3 separate regions of the Zea mays genome follow, and all the other regions are linked to region 1. The links are chromatin contacts, called in public Hi-C maps. All regions are on one chromosome and are shown on one strand. Each heading gives the region's core, a stretch centred on a gene start, on an enhancer-like site or on the middle of the called end of the contact. The rest is flanking DNA. Distances are from core to core; before and after follow the strand shown. Region 1 holds the start of LOC100381718. Region 2 holds the start of LOC100384472. Region 3 holds the start of LOC109944860 (thiamine pyrophosphokinase 1).

What was found. Hi-C and Micro-C count contacts between places; a contact is called where the count stands out from the background.
Region 2: a contact with region 1 is called in a Hi-C map of ear, with 2.8 times the contacts expected there. The contact joins the promoter of LOC100384472 here to the promoter of LOC100381718 in region 1. A contact is called at or near these places in 5 of 25 Hi-C or Micro-C datasets (bundle sheath, ear, leaf and 1 more).
Region 3: a contact with region 1 is called in a Hi-C map of tassel, with 4 times the contacts expected there. The contact joins the promoter of LOC109944860 here to the promoter of LOC100381718 in region 1. A contact is called at or near these places in 4 of 25 Hi-C or Micro-C datasets (bundle sheath, ear, leaf and 1 more).

Annotation. Positions count from the first base shown.
Region 1 is chr3:157,827,036-157,830,773 of Zm-B73-REFERENCE-NAM-5.0, forward strand. It overlaps LOC100381718, which reads right to left and starts at 1,991. Exons shown (of 13, transcript NM_001361528.1): 1 at 1,608-1,991; 2 at 764-947; 3 at 603-671; 4 at 384-482. The coding sequence starts at 1,879.
Region 2 is chr3:158,075,428-158,079,165 of Zm-B73-REFERENCE-NAM-5.0, forward strand. It overlaps LOC100384472, which reads right to left and starts at 1,656. Exons shown (of 9, transcript NM_001322107.1): 1 at 1,488-1,656; 2 at 759-981; 3 at 134-382. The coding sequence starts at 1,643. LOC103650810 reads left to right here. Exons shown (of 4, transcript XM_008676379.4): 2 at 2,247-2,424.
Region 3 is chr3:157,997,936-158,001,673 of Zm-B73-REFERENCE-NAM-5.0, forward strand. LOC109944860 (thiamine pyrophosphokinase 1) reads left to right here and starts at 1,786. Exons shown (of 6, transcript XM_020550377.3): 1 at 1,786-2,122; 2 at 2,227-2,323; 3 at 3,067-3,139. The coding sequence starts at 1,972.

The DNA of each region.
Region 1 (3,738 bases), core at 741-3,240:
TCACGTGTAAATACTTATGTTGATGAAAAGAAAAAATAACTAAACATATTCATATAGTTAAACATAGAATAGTTTCACAACATTTTTCATGCACCTAACAGCCATACTATCCCCCATTCACAGCAATAGTCACCATGCACCTGATTTAAATACCGAAACAAATAGTAAACTAATTCATGTAGAGAAAGATATTGCTGAAAACAACGAAAGGCAACCTTACAATTCACATGTAACCATAAACGAGCGTTGTAAAATTACTTGGGTGAGCATACTTAAAGCTGGTGGCAACAAATCAATAAAAATATCTCTGAAAAGATTGCAGGGCATTTCAACCAACACAACTACACCATTTAGTCAGATAAAGTCATATAAATCATATGTACCTCTCGTAATTCCATTGTGGCACTTTGACAAAGATAACCCCAGCAAGCGTTCCTAACACGTTCTCCATGGCTCCCATAATCTTGACTCTCAGCAAACAACTATTAGCAAATGACAAAAAGCTAAGACCATGAATGAACAAGGAGAAGAAAGTGAATATTTTATTGCTCAAGAGTTCTGATCTGACCCAACAATAATCTATATAATAGTGATGAACCTACCTGGTATTGTAAAAAGTTTGATGTCCAGAGCTCGGAAATGATAAAATCTGTACATATTGTACATAAGTCCTACAGTTGACCACATCATATGTGAGAAAAAATAACACAGAACAATGAAGCACAAAGGAAATTATAAAATAAATCATTGAAATGGGATAGACCTGAAGATCCAGAAATGATGCAGCTGCAAGCACTCGGAATGCATTGCTATCAGTAAGCTTGGGGGGTTGCCCATAAAGATATGCGAGCGCAATTGCAATTGCATCTGAATCGACATTGGCATCATCTATGTGCAAAACCACTGTGGGTGCTCCCGACTCTCTCCAAGGACCATGTAGCATATTCCTTCAAGAAATTACCATACAGAAGTTGTTAAGCATTTTACTTGTTTTAATTTACATGAACATTCTATGTGGGGATGTGCCAGTAGGGAAGTAATGTAATAAGGGAAATATGTGTGCACGACGCTAAAGGGAAGGGAGAAAAACTATGATTTCATTTTTCATGAGCCACACTATTGGTTGATGCCTATACTTCCATCCAAAAGTTCTGAACTTGAAATCTCAACAGAAAAAAATAGTGCCTGACTTTTATTAAATCAATTTTAGCTTCAATAGCGATTCTTGGCATAAATGGAAATCTGGAAATCATAAGGCAAACTGAACATTGAAGGATGCAATATGATATATACAGAGTAAATGAAAATCTAACATGTTCGGTTAAGAGTGTAAGATTTCAATCGGCATGCTATTTGCAGGCTGTTACTTTCTGGGGGGAAAAACAGAATCCTAATCACTTGATAAGGTCATATTCTTAGATTGAACGTTAGGAATCAAAGCACATGGAAATTTTACAGGAAAGGGGTGGAGACGTCCCAACCAAGACAAAAATGTCCACACAGAAATTCAATTAAGTACTTTGAGCAGCTGCAGACGACCCAGATCGAAACAGCCAAACAGGCACTTCAATCCGCGAAGGCGGCGAGCGCGCCAAGGCTCTGCTCACCTGAAGTAGGCGCTGCGGGAGAGGATGAGGCGATGGAGGCGGTAGGTGGCGCCCATGGCCTCCACGACGAGGTCGGAGAAGGCCCCGGAGCCGAAGCCCTCCGCCTGAACGTGGTCACAGAGCGCGGCGAGATTGCAGTCCACCGGCCGGAGCTCCGTTGCCGCGACCGTCACGTCGTACGGACGCGGACCTGGCGCGGCGGCGGGCAGGGGACCCGCCGGCGCGGCTCCCTCCTCCGCTGCCGGTGGGTGCGGCTGCCGCGGAGCAGCCATCAGGCCTGGGTGGGGCTAGGGTTTTAGCGGAGGCGCGTGACACCTGACACGCCGTGTGTCGGTGGGATGGGGAGTGATGAGGCGGGGCAGGGTCGGGAGAGGCCAGCGAATCGGGAGGTAGAAGAAAGTAGAAACGAGAAAAGCAGCGATCGCTCGGATTCAGGAAATGTACTGCGATCTACGGTTAGTACGGTTAGCCAATGCCCAGCAAGCGACATCTCCTCCAGACCTGATTTGATTTGACGGAGGAACATTTGGCGGAAGAACATGTTTTAAGGGCTAGTTTGGAAGCTCAATTTTCCCAAGAGATTCTTATTTTCCCAAGGGAAAATAAACTAATTTCCCTTGTGAAAATGAAAATCCCTTGGAATAACGTGGTTCCCAAACTAAACCTAAGGGCTTTTTTTTATCATTGTGTCAAACAGTTTACCAGCTAATTTTAGTACCTTAACATTTAAATAGGTCAGCTAAAAAAGTAGCTAATTGTTAGCCGAAGAACTGATAAATTATTTGTCCATTAGCTATTTGACCTTACTAATAGATATTAATAAATCATATAAATAGTCAAGTCTTCAAATATACCCTGACTAATATTTGCTAGTTAATTATTTATTTTCTGATTAATTATTAGCCACTGCTAAACAATAAGTCAGTACGACCCAAACAAGGCCTAGTTACTACTCCTATCCATAAAAAAAAGTTGTTTGACCATTTTGACGCCAAATTTAACCGGCTTATATTACCAAAATATTTGAAAAAACATTAAAAACAGTTGCTGGTTAAAGTAAATTGTATGATAAACTAAATCGGAATGAAAATAAATAATAGTTATAATTTTTTAATAAGATGAGCCAGTCAAATTTGACAAAAAGTTAAACCGATATTCTTTCTGGAACGGAAGGAGTAGACTGTGTTAATGTTATGATATTGTGAGCAAGAGAGAAGGGGGTCGATAGCAACGACCCAAGTGAGTGGGAGGAGGAAGGTTGGGGCGACGATGTTGTGGGGAGGGTGAAGGATGATCTAAATAATATTGTTCGCTGGATTTGAGTGAGTAAGAGCAACCCCAACAGTTTAGATATAAATCCTAGCTAAATTTAGAGTCTTGCCAAGAGATTTTTATTTTTTCAAAAAAATAGTTTATTTTTCTTTGGGAAATAGAAATCTCTTGGAACAATAGTGTTTTTAAACTAGTCTTGGCGTTTGTAAAGAAGATAGATAGACTCCAATTTTTTATGAAGACGGGTCAAAACTCAACAAATCAACGGATACCGTCCCTTTTTTGGCGCATGAAGTTTCAGGTCTGTAGCAGCCGGCCCGATCATTCCTTGGCGGTGCTGGAATCCTATCGTCTCTGTTCCTTCCGGCTCCCATTCGTTCACATCCCCAGTTGCGTTCGCATTTGTTGGAGGTAACCTTCGTTCCCAGCACACTGTGTTGGACAACGACAGCAGCACGCCTTGAACGACACACCGGCTAGCAATCATACGACCGATGTGTTAGGGACCCGGGCTGGGTGTGTGCGCTGACCCAATGCTCGTCTGCTGGGCCCAAATGGGTGTAATGTGTGTGACAAGTACGCCTGCGTGCGCGAGCCCAGGACACGATGTGTGCGGTAGGGAGCGCGTGCGTCCGTGTACTTATGTGTTGCCTGATAGCAGAGGAAAGCTCATCAAAGAACAGAATACAGATTACACTTGACTGCTACAGCTCTCTTTCTTCCACCTCACGCCGTCTCTATTTTGTCTTCTCGATCTCTCTCTATCTGCTCGTTCTCCAGTAGCGTACCGCAACGCTAACAATTGGTATCAGAGGCATTCGATCCTCCACTTCAATTCGCCAACGCCATGCCTCTCGAT
Region 2 (3,738 bases), core at 406-2,905, 250 kb after region 1:
TTTTTAGCATGTGCATCAAAAGAGTGCATAAAAGTGATACACTGCCTTATTTATTTTAATAATCCATGTGTATTTTAACTATACCCTGTATACAACATTTTTTACAAGAGATGAGGAAGGAGACTGAACTCACCTGACATAGATGGAGTTAGTACACCATCACCAATCACCATGGATGTTGCCAGGACTGTCACTAGAAAAAGCAAGACCTTAAATTTTGGACTGCTTTCCATCTTCTTCTTGATCCAATGAGCCCTCTTCATGGGATATGTGGGAGACTCTAACTTGTAGTGAGATACCATCGCATCTTCAGCCTGCTGATTAGGTATCAAGCTAACCCTAGCATACCGTGATATCAATGAATAAAGTGCAAACGTTCCTCCTGCAATATTATAGATTGATAATACATGTTAGCTTCTCTCATAAAACGAATAATGTTTTCCTGTGATGCTTCTTTTTATTTTAATTTAGCAAATTAGGTGTTCGATTCTCACGGACGTAGCCTAATGTTTTTACCTATATTCTTAAAGATACTACAGTATCTATACACACTTACACATCTTTTATTTATTATATTCTGTTGGGACAGTCTAAACCAATGTTGTGAACGACTTTCATTTGTATATATTTCTGACATTCTTTACAACATCTTGTTTCAACCTTCATCCCATGTCTAGTTCTTAAAAACACTTGTTATATAGCCATACTAGAAGAGTCGAAGTTGTGATGAGAAGATGTATGTAACAATACTTACTTACCATCACCGTTATCATTAGCTCGCAGGACAATAAAACAATATTTTATCAACGGAAGGAGAATCACAGTGTAGATAATGAGAGACATGACTCCGAGGAGGTCATCTGTGTTGTTGATCCCGTTTGTGAAGGTGCTGGAGAAAACATAGAGCGGAGAAGTCCCCATGTCTCCGTAGACCACACCTATGCTCTGGAATGCTAGGTGCAGTGTGGTCGCCCAGCCAACCTTCATTACCAAAGTGCATACTCTGAATCAGATTACATTTGCCTCGAAAAGAAAGCAAGAAAGAAAGCAGACAATATGCTTTTAGGCACACAACCCTTAGATGATGAAGCAGCTAGCTGATATGCTTAGTCTCTTCAGTAAGGCAAGGACGAACACGACAGTGCAGCAGTTACTTAAGATTTCAGCAGAACCATAGAAACACTTTACGAGATGAAAAAAAGAACACATACAAGAAGAAAAAAAAACTCAACCACATATGGATACTCCCATTAGACTTTGTTCTAAGAAGGCAACAGGGGTTTCATGGACCCTGGAGTTCAAGGGTCGAGAATCTTTCGTGCAACACGGTACGTTTGTATGAGAATTATATATTTAATTAGTTTTGAACTTTTGTTGAAATAAATTGATGAGGATTCAAAATTTTACTGTGCAGTTACACACGGCTCTAAGGCAAAAGGAGGATCATTATCTGATTGGATAAGAGTAGTCGGAGAACTAACATATACCTTGGCTGCATGCGTCGATCCACCAGCAGGGAACATTCCAGCCTCCATGTGCAGTGAATCATATCTCTGTAGCCTCTTGGGCGGCATTTTCTCCGACGCATCATCAGCATCACCGTGAGCAGCTCCGTTGCTGCTTGTGTGGTGAGGTTCAGCCATGCTAGACTAGAAGGTATGGGGGGTCTCTCACGCTCAGTTGCTCTGGCCGATCGACCTCTTGTTTCTGTTTCACATAGCTTGGATTTTATAGGCAGTTTCTCTCGTGATGCTAGCTAGGGTATGAACGTGTGCTTTTTGTTGAGTGTTGACGGCTCCAACATCAGCCGCTCCTCAACGTCCGCCTGAGATCCCGTCGTCCGCCCTGTGCGCACGCGCGCTACGGCATGCACTCCCGCGAGACGTGCTCCACTCTAGTGCTTAGATGTAATAATTGTATATATGATCAAATGAATCTTGGTGCCGTTTGGTTCAAATGTTTGTAACGTAATGGGTAAGTGATAACGTTAAATCATATTTGTTTTAGTCCAGCCGTAATCAGATACCATACTAAAAATTGATACCGGACTATTCAAATTTGTTACCGCCCGTAATCGAACGTAAACCATTACCCTTTACGTTACATTTCGTGAACCAAACAGCACCCTTGTTAAGTTGGCTCTCATTCCTGTTTCACTTGCTTCCTTTTTTTCAAAGACCAAGTATATATAAACGTATTCTGGGATGTGACTGGATGCTCGTCTAACAAACGGAATTCTATCTCAGTGCATGCATGTTGGCGGAGGCCAGACGCTGTTGCTGTCGTTCGCTTCACTTGCCGAGGTCTTCGTTCAACGCCGCAGCCGTGAAACGCTTGTGATTTTCTTTACACAAGCCGGGAAGGTGGCTACGTGCGTGGTGGGAGGGCGTGGTGACTTTTCTTCATCCGCAGTGGCTGTCACTGGTAAGTGTAGCGCTGTACTCTAGACTTTCCACCATACGAATCTGCGACTTGGCCCTTCAGTTCCAGTTTTCCCCCATACTCCTTGACAATGATGAACCATATTGAGCCATATGCCCATGAATGGATGTCCTGATCCCTTTTTTTTAAAAAAAAAGTCAGTAACGACTACTGTTTTTGAATCATATAGACATATCTGTTAAAAGTTTAAAATAGAAACTATAATGGTCACAGAAGGAGAAGCCCTACACGAGTGTCTACCGACTAGCACGGGTTCTGAACTCTACTTGTTAACTAGGAGAGGCTGATCGAGGCAAGCGTGTATTTCCCGTCGCCAATACGTATGGACTAAGCATGCATACGGCCCCACGGGACATTTGGAACAGTGTGTAACGGCCCCAAAAGTGGCTGCCATCAGTATTGACTTCCAATCTTCGATACGGTGAGCAGCTACTGTTGGGAAAATGTCGGAGCCCGAGTGTTCTTTTGCAACTTGGTAGTTTCAACTCGCTTTCGTGTTGATATGCTCCATGGACTTGACCATTGCTACTCGTGACGAAGGATGCGTTTGGAGAACGGCATAACGCTCTTCAATCTTCTCGACGTGACGTGCCTCTGGAATATACCGCCCGGCCTTTGTAGCCTTAAGGTCACGTGTAACCCCGATCGATTTTTCTAAGTATAAAATACAATTAAATGACTTTATAATACAACCTATAACCTCTAAATTATAAGTATAGTAAAACAATAATATATAGAGAATTATGAAGAGACAACCTCTTGTGAAAAGTTTATCTTTTAATCTTTTTAACTTACCTTATTAAAAATCTCTTAGAAAATCTTAAATTAATAGAGTTGTACATGTACTAACCAAACGTGAAACGTGTCGATTCTTTAGAAGGACCGATCGACAACGTGAGCAACTGAAGGGACAGAGATCTTTGACCATGTGCGCGAGTTGTTTCTAGGTTTGGTTAACCTTGAGGGCTTTGTTCGTTCAAGAGGTCTCCAAGTTTCTATCACCCTCTTGCGAAGTTATAGCAAATTTGAGAGATGTATTTATCTTGCAGGCGCATACAAACTTTTTTTTACAGAGGTATATAAATGTATAGTGGAATTTTAACTAAATTTATAGATTTTTTTTATTTTTTAGGTGCATTTGCACCCTCTATAGACAACGTAGTTTCACCTCTGGTCTCGTATCATATATTATCTTTAAGAATATTATGGTTTTAAGAAATATTATAAATTATGACATTTAGACAAAAAGCTAGTCATGCTTTAAATTTTTTGGGTCGAAGTGGAGTTTCTAATGCT
Region 3 (3,738 bases), core at 536-3,035, 170 kb after region 1:
TGGAATTTGATATTGCACCACTTTCCAAAGTTCAGATATAAGACTATCTCAAATTCATGGGGTGGAGGATGTGAAATGATTTTATGCATTAGTATAATTTGTTTCTATTCTGTCACTTACATGACACTCTTCGTCTCACTCCTCTATAATAAAAATGTAGCACATAAATATCTCCTACATCTTGCTAATAATAGTATATAAATATATTTTGCATAAAACCGGATTAGCTTAATTGATATATGCCTAAATTATTATTATTAGAATGAAATTCAATTCCAATGATCCAAACAGGGCGTTAGTGTAATTGAATTTGTCGAAAGCTCCCACGCCAAAGGATCTGTGCCAACTTGCGCCACCATATCAGAACCATATTATGTTGAATATGACAAGGACACTACTGGCTCGTTACCCGGTCACTTCGCGCATGTCAGTCAAAGACAATGAAATTGCTTTATATATCTATATCCCTATATAATCTATCAGTTTTAACTTTGTAAAACCCACCTAACTAAATTATCCATGCACTTATTACTTTCCCTAAATCCACTTAATGAATTACATCTCCACATAACACACCCTCAAAACCAACGATTTAAATCACTAGATAACCCTCTTCTCCTTTACTCACTCAAATCCAATAGACAGTGTTATGTGGATCATCTTTCCTCCCTCGTTCATTTAGATTGTCTTTCCTACCTTATTTCTCACACGCACAGTAACCCCTACCTCCCTCCCCCCCCCACACGCTGCTGCCCCCTCCTCACTCGCTTTCCCGCCGTCGATTCCTCGCTCTCCTCAAAACCGTAACGTTCACACAAATATTAGACTAGGGATGACAATTTGACCCACGATTTCGGATATCTGTTGAATATCCAATCCAAAGGAGCCGGGTAAGGATATATTTTTTGACCTGTGGGTCAAATTCATATCCGATCTGAAGTTGGACGAACATGGATTAGGATATTATCTCCGACCCGTGGGTTATCCGTTGTATATCCGAAATCGATCCATAGTTTATTTTTTGGTCTAGCCCATATTACACAACAAAGAGCAAACCTTACCTCCATGAACCTCACGTCTAACGCTTTCAATTCCCCATTGTTGGCCGCCCCTTCTAGCCTTGTTGGCTTCATGTGTTGTGCCCAGTGCCCCTTCCAAGCCCCATAGGCCGCATCATAGCTGGCGGCTGATTGGCGACTACCCCTTTTAAGTTCCAGTGTCTGGTCATAGGCCACAAACCCATAATAGTTCTTTTATTAAGTTTTGAATTGTGTACGATGGTGAATTGAGAATAAATTTGATTAGTTATGCTATTGAATTGTTGAAAATGATTATGGCTGTTATATCCGACAGATATACAAAAACCGTCCAAAATCCGAAGGGCACAAGTATAGATATAAATTTCTGCCCGTGGGTATGGTTGCCGATAGATATTGGTTGCAAACATAGATATAATTGTGGACGGATATTTATAATATCTGTTCCGAATTCGATCGATCGCTATCCCTACGTTAAACTAGTAGTGGTAGGAGAAGAGAAGATAAATGTCAGTTTGGACGGCAGCCTACAGCGCATCACACCACGCCTAATGTGCGGCTATCAAATCGGACGGCTACCAAATCGGGCACCACACTTGCGACGTCTAAAGTGTGACGTGGTATGGCGCTTGGTGCATTGTTCCAAACAGGCCAAAAAATTGATTGGTAACCCAGCCACGTCATACCAGCGAAACGAAACCCGCCTTCGTAGTGACTTTTGGTTCCACGTTCGTCGTTCTCGAAGGAAAAGGAGAGACTTTTTGAGCCTGCGTGCACTTTTCCCCTCGAATCAGGAGTCGAGACTCGAGAGCGAGACTGGGAGCTTCGAAAGCCACACGCCCCACGGGCCACGGGCGCAGCTCCTTTCCCCTGTACCCCCCAACGGCCCAACCCCGCTGGGTCGCTACTCCTCTGCTCCTCCGGTGACCGCGTCATGCCGCTCCCGACGATGACCCACTCCTCTGCCTATCTCCTCCCGGCCCCAACCGCCCCGTCCGACCCCAGCGGCGCTGCCCCGACCACCTACGCGCTCGTCGTCCTCAACCAGCGCCTCCCCCGCTTCGCGCCGCTCCTCTGGTCCCGCGGTGATGCCCCTCTCCCCCTCTCGCCATTGTTGACCGCCTTCCGCTTTGCCTGGCCGGTCCCCGCCGTCTGACCCGTCTGCTCTTGTTTTTTTCCTCGAGGCCAGCGCGCCTGCGCGTGTGCGCCGACGGAGGCGCCAACCGCGTCTTCGACGGCATGCCGGAACTCCTCGCGGGCGAGGACCCCGCCGAGGTCCGCACCAGGTGATTGCGAATCCCGACTTCGCCTATTCATTGCGTTTGCTCGTACGTCTCTACGTCTGGTCCAATGAACTGCTCGTCATGTGCTCGATGGAATGCACCGGTGACACTGCCGTAGTTACCTGCTTGTGCACGGATGCGCCGGCGAGAGCGACGTAGCTGCTCGCATGGCGCCAAGGCGTGCCTTGCCGAATCTGGCTTCCAGATGTGTTGATTCCCAAATATGTTTATTACGTGCAGCATCTGCCTTGCCACTTTGTAAACACATGGTTTAGCTGGTATTGATAAAATTGAAGACGCCCTCCCCATTGTGCTGTAGTTGGCTAGTTGCTAAATGTTGCCATAGAATGCCCCCTCGTCCTTTCTTTGATAAGGAGTACGAGACAACCATCTTGGTCTTTCACTTCAATGATGTTTTTTGGAAGGAAAGCACGGTGAAATTATCTAGTGGTGTTAAAATTATGTTTGTTTTCTGACTCTACATATGTGTCTCGCTCTTTTGCCCTTGGTAGTTTGCCACAAATTTGAGAAACCTCTATGCATTTCTTCTCAGATTCGAAAAAATGTTAATCCAGTTAGTGTTAATCAGCTGAAGACATTGTGTATGTGGGGAATATTTTGTGCAACCAGAGGAGGATGGTTGGCTGATTTACCATGGCCGTACTAGTTGGCATGAGATATTGAGATGTATACAGTTTGGAAGGATTCAGGGCAGTTTTAATTTAATGTATCTTATCTTCCTGCAGGTACAAGCCAGATGTAATTAAAGGGGACATGGACTCAATAAGGCCAGAAGTGAAGGAGTATTATTCCAAATTGGTAACTACTGTATATTTTGGCATTTAGCATCCATGGTTGAAAATGACAGGCTAATGCTTGGTGGCTCATACGTGAACCATATAGTCGTCCTGCATTTAACAACTGTCAAGGACAGTTTTGAGTGCACATGTATAATACTATCAACGTTTTCCCAACTAGGTCCACATGAATATGTTACAAGTTCTCCTTTGGCTGCTGCTTTTGTCAATAATAAACTGGATATCAGACCTTGATCTCTGCTCCCTCTGATTTCAAATGCAAGTCGTTGTAAAACCTCTGTTTGTCTGATATTCAGTTCAATCATCAATATGTCAATGATTGTGTAGATTGAGAACATAGAATCAGTACTCCTAAATTATTCGTTGAAAATACATTTACATTGTGGGAGGGTTATGTGGCTGGTCACAGGAGACATGTTCTATTGCTGCTCGCCTGCTCCAGGCCGTTCCTGACTTTTTAGGGGCCCGGTGCAAAATCCGAAATGGAGGCCCATCCCCACACAATATATATATCATATTCAACGTATATAAATTATAATGCACTATTTTTAAGTTTATAAGATGACAAATATAAAATATAGCAAAAACACATAGTTGTTA